Linked DNA regions of Capra hircus: region 2 is linked to region 1. A link is a contact called in public Hi-C data. All regions are on one chromosome and are shown on one strand. Each heading gives the region's core, a stretch centred on a gene start, on an enhancer-like site or on the middle of the called end of the contact. The rest is flanking DNA. Distances are from core to core; before and after follow the strand shown. Region 1 overlaps TACR2 (substance-K receptor). Region 2 holds the start of HK1 (hexokinase-1).

Region 1 (2,525 bases), core at 14-2,513:
GAAAGCTCTTAAAAACATCAGTACCTCCCTCCTTCTTGTTGTTGTTTCTTTTGTCTTTATTGAATTTCTTACAATATTGCTTTATATTTTGTGGGTTTTTTTTGGCTGATAGGCACGTGTGATCTTAGCTCCCCAACCAGGGATCAAACCCACAACCCCTGCATTGGCAGGCAAAGTCTTAACCACCGGACCACTAGGGAAGTAGCCAAGTCCCTCCCTCCTTTACCTGGCTCCTTCCTTCCTCCCTCTCTGGCTGTCCTTCTGCCTCTCTGCCCCTCCCTCCATCTCTCTGTCCCTCCCTTCTCTCTTCTCCTTGTCCCAGGTGCAGCCCCCGGAAGAAAGAGCAGGAGCAGGCGGACCTGAAAGCTGTGGCCTGGGCATCGGGCAGAGCTTTGGGGAGGGGGTGGGGCTCCAGCGAGGATTATGCTGGGGGATCCCTGTGAGGATGGCAATCCCATGGGGGTGGGTGGCGCTGTGCAGGGGGGTCCGGATGGAGCCAGGCTGAGGAGAGGGGCTGGGGGGGGGGCTCACCTGTGGTTGAGGCAGCAGTAGATGATGGGATTGTACATGGTGGAGCTCATGGCCAGCCAGAAGAGCGCCAGGTAGACCTGCTGGATGAACTTGCGGCAGTAGATGTCCTCCTGGAAGGTGCCCAGGATGAAGTAGAGGTGGTAGGGCAGCCAGCAGATGGCAAACGTCACCACCACCAGCACCATGGTCTTCACGAACTGGGCCAGGAGACACTCCGGTCACTCCGCAGCCCGGATGCCCCAAGACCCACCAGTCTTCCTGAGGGTGAGGGTGGGGCACCCCTCATGCCAGCCTGAGAAGCCCTCAATAATCAGGTCCCCCAGAACACCTGCTACCCAGGCACTCCTGGGCCCTCTACCTGAGGGCTTTTGCTCAGGCTGGTCTCTAGGCTCACACTGCTGTCTTTCCTTCTTAGTCCTCACTCCTCAAAGCCCAGTTCAATGCCTCCTTCTCTAAAAGGCATCCTGGATCCTTCTTTGAGCAAAGCAGTTCCCTTCCCTGGAGAGTGGATGAGCTCTCGCTCCTAACCCCATCCTTTGGAGAGACCCTGCCAGCTATGGGTCCGCAAGACCCCCACTCGCTGCAATCTGTGTCTGTCACAACCCAAAGACCAAAGGCAAGTCGGCCGGCCTGGGGAAGCAGGAATGAAGGCTCTGGCCAGAAACTTGGGACAAACGCAAGGTACAGGCAGAGTCTACCCTCCGCGGCGCCCTTTCGCCGGTGGGCCCGGAATGGCCGATGCCGAGGCGTGGCCAAACTTCCGGCCCCGCCCTGACCCCGCCCCCTCCGCCCCCGGAGTTCACCTTCTTCTTGGCCTGCAGGTGGCGCAAGTTGGCACCATGAGCCTGGTGCCCAGGGACAGAGCGTCTCCAGAGCGTGAGTCCGATGACACTGTAGGCGACGAACATCACCACGAGAGGCAGGAAGTAAATGAGGGCGATCACTACGAGATGGTACCTGGAGGGAGAGTCAAGGGCCTGGGCACTTGGCGACTGCCAGAGCTCAGTCCCCAGGACCTTGCAGTGCCCCTGAGTTTTCCTGACAGGCCACCCCGGGGGCCGCCTCCCAAGACCTTGGTTTAATTTTTTTTTTTTTTAAGGCAAACCGACTAGCATATGTGCCCAGTGAGGGCTTCCCCTGCCGCAAAATGGACACCAGTGTAAGCTCTGAGTCCTTCCAAGTGGCAGAGAAGTTATCAAACGAGGAAATAAATAGGAATGAAAGAGTTAACCAATAAATTTGTTTAAAATTTATAATGACATTAAGCACAAGTGAAAGTGGCTCAGTCGTGTCTGACTCTTTGCGACCGCACGGACTGTATAGTCCATGGAATTCTCTAGGCCAGAATACTGGAGTGGGTAGCCTTTCCCGTCTCCAGGGGATCTTCCCAACTCAGGAATCGAACTGGGGTCTCCTGCATTGCAGGCAGATTCTTCACCAGCTGAGCTATCAGGGAAGCCCCATTAAGCACAAAAGAGGAAGTAAAATTACATATCCCACCCCTACCACTATTAACGATTTGGAATGCTTTCTTCCAGAATCATGCATTATATGTGTGTATATACACATGTATTAGATACATTATGTATATCATCTATATCTGCATCTGTCTGTCTAAATAGATTTCCGGGAGTTGATGTGTTTCTATCCTGCACCAGCATCCCTACCAGGGAATGGGGCAGTGAAGATGGGCCACACTGTTCAAGCTGTCGGATCACCTCTTCCTGACTGTGAGCATTGTTGGGAACACGGCTCACATCAGCAGACACACTTTCTGCTGTGAGCAAGTGGCCTGGAACACCACTGATGGTGCTCATCCAGTCCCCATGGCGGACACCCAGGGCTGTGCTGAGGCCCTTTTATTTCCTTTGGGGTAAAGGACATGCATGCTGCCCCTTCTGGTTTCTGAGTGGTGCTGCAGTCACGCTCCAACAAGACCCAGGCAGGAGCATTTGGTGGATGGACCCAAGACCCCTGGCCCCATGTGACCTTCT
Region 2 (2,525 bases), core at 11-2,510, 79 kb before region 1:
TGGCCATCTCTGCTGCCTTGGTTCCAGTACCATGGCCTGTTTAGGCAGAGCGGCTACCTACCACTGGGAGGACATAAAACCCAGGGGTGAGCACTGGTTTGAAAACACACAGACTCAAAGTCTAATCCTAGATCGACAGCTTTCTGGTTGTATAAGTAGGACACATGGCCTCAGTGAGCCCCCACTTGCTTACCCGATGAATCAGTAACCACTTCTTTGTATTTGGAGTTCAGTTCACGTCCTCTCGTAAGGCAGTAAAGCGCCTGGTGGTGTCTGGCACACAGAAGCAATTAATCTAAGAATCCTATGGCTGCCATCAGTACTAGCAGCAGCATAAACACCTCTGATTCCGCACCTCCCTTCCGTATTTTAGAACTGAATAGTTTTCCGGGGATTCCTCCCAACCCAGCTAACTTCCTCCAGGATGTGAAAAAGGCGGCATCTAAGAGGGGCGCCTAAACTGTCCCCCAAACTCCACTGAGCCTGGGCCTGGGCGCTTGGGAGCCCAGGGGTTGGGGCCAGTGCCCGCAGCTCAAGTCCCGCCCAGCGGCGTGCGGCGTGCGCCCTTGGGGAAGACGGCTCAAAGAACCGGTGACTCAGGGACGGACGCTGTGGGGCGTCGCTCTTGGTTTAGCAATACAAATCCTCCAGCCGGAGGATCAGGCCTGGAGGAGCTGCAGCACGGGCGGGCCAGGGTGGAGTGGGGTGATGCCCCGTCGGTGAGGACCCCTTGGGCCCGCGAGAGCTGGCAGGCGTGGGGCCCCAGGGCGAGGACAGCCAAGCCTCCCAAGCCTCTCGCATTCGCCGCCACAGGCCCCGCTCGCTTTTCAAGGCCACTTCTTCGAGTCCCCTTAGGGCGTCTCCCCTTCCTTGGAACTAACAGGGGCTAACCCTAATTTCCGAGAAGGGGGACTGCGTCCCCGCCCCCCGCCTGCCCAGTTCCCCAGCCAGCCGGGCCGGGCGATGCCGCCTCCCCGCCTGCGCCCCGCCCAAGCAGGGCGCCGCCACGCGTGGCGGTGCGCGCGCGACAAAGCCTCCCGCCCCTGCGCCGGCTCCCTACGTGGGGGACGTGCCGGGAGATGCCTGGCCGTGGGGGATTTCGCAGCGTCGCCCGCCCTCTTTCAGACGCTGGGAGGAGCGGCCACCGCGCCCCCCAGGTCCTGGCCCGCCCGCCGCCGCCCGGCGCAGCCGAGGCGCGCGGCAGCCAATGGGCGCCGAGGAGGTGGGCCGGCTGGCGACTGTCACCCTCGCGCGGACGGGAGCGCGCAGACGGGGAGCGCGTGAGCCGGCGCCGCGCTCCGGGTGGTGGGGGAGGAGCCGCGGGAGGAGGAGGAGGAGCCGCGGAGCAGCCGCCAGAGGACCACTGATCGCCCGGGCTGCGGAGGACAGACGCCGGCCGCCCGCCTGTCGCCCCGAGCCCCCGACCGCCAGCATGATCGCCGCGCAGCTCCTAGCTTATTACTTCACCGAACTGAAGGATGACCAAGTCAAAAAGGTGAGCCGGGGCCGCTGCCGCCGCCCGGCGCTCTGCCCGCAGCCTTGCATTCCGGCATCCGCTCGCCGCCGCAGCCGCCTCCATCCTCCCGCGCCCAGCCTCCCTCAGGCCAGCATTGGTTGGATTGTCGGGCGGTGGGGAAGTCTTCGCCTTTCGATTCTTCCTGGGGCCGTCTGTGTATGTGTTGAGGAAAGACCCTCGAGACTGGGCTCCCTGCTGCAGTGTCCTTGAAACGGGCTGTGGAAGTCAAATGGGCCCCCGGGCCATGCGGGGAGGTGGCCATGTGGGGACTGGTGGGCTGGTCCGTAGGGCCTGTTTGGTACGGTCCTAGCGCCGTGGGCGGAGTGATCACAGAGATGCTGGGGAGGTGAGTGCGCGGCAGGCGGGGGTGCTGGCTGGAGGCCAGGCATCCCATATTTGGGGTTCCTGGTGGAGGGCGTCAGGGGTCCGGGAAAACTGTCACCCCAAGCTCTCCCAGCTATTGCGGCTGCTCCCTTAATCTGAGGACCGAACGACCCGCATGGTTTCCTGAAACAGGGAGGGGCGCGGAGGCCACCGGAAACTTTGCTCATAGACCTCAGGTCTGGAGCGGTACGTCTGAATGGAATTTTTTTTTTAATCCCTCTACGTGACCGCTCTCTTAAGCTGTAATTTCCCACCAGCCCAAGGGAGCTCAAATAAGAGACTGCTCTTTTGAGTCGGATGGAGGTCTTGACTTGTATGCTTGTGGCGTGTGTGTTCTTGCACAAGGACACATCTCCCTTCCCTGACTTCTAACATAACAAACTGTCAGCTGGCAGGTGTGAAAGGTGTATCTCTCCCTTCTACCAGCTTTGGCACCAAGTTTTTAAGAAACAGCCTAAACTGTAGGGAAAGACGCCCATTTTATCATTGCCGAGCCTGGCAGATGCTCCTGACCCACACCCAAAGTGAGTGACATTGCTGGGATAAAGTGGGCTGGAGAGCAAAGTCAACCTGACTTTGGAGTTCCAACAAGGGAGCGCTACCTACAGGTGAGAGGCAGGAGCCA

What was found. Hi-C and Micro-C count contacts between places; a contact is called where the count stands out from the background.
Region 2: a Hi-C map of blood shows a contact between it and region 1, with 2.8 times the contacts expected there. The contact joins the promoter of HK1 here to the enhancer-like site in region 1. A contact is called at or near these places in 2 of 5 Hi-C or Micro-C datasets (both in blood).

The regions. Positions count from the first base shown.
Region 1 is chr28:19,895,974-19,898,498 of ARS1.2, reverse strand. TACR2 (substance-K receptor) reads right to left here. Exons shown (of 5, transcript XM_005699135.3): 3 at 1,335-1,488; 4 at 532-728. Among named protein-coding and RNA genes, the nearest start is that of TACR2, 6.5 kb to the right of the region's middle. Within about 2 kb of position 1,263, at least 1 of the 5 cell types and tissues checked has an H3K27ac peak or open chromatin away from gene starts, as enhancers often do.
Region 2 is chr28:19,974,666-19,977,190 of ARS1.2, reverse strand. HK1 (hexokinase-1) reads left to right here and starts at 1,260. Exons shown (of 18, transcript XM_018042326.1): 1 at 1,260-1,495. The coding sequence starts at 1,433.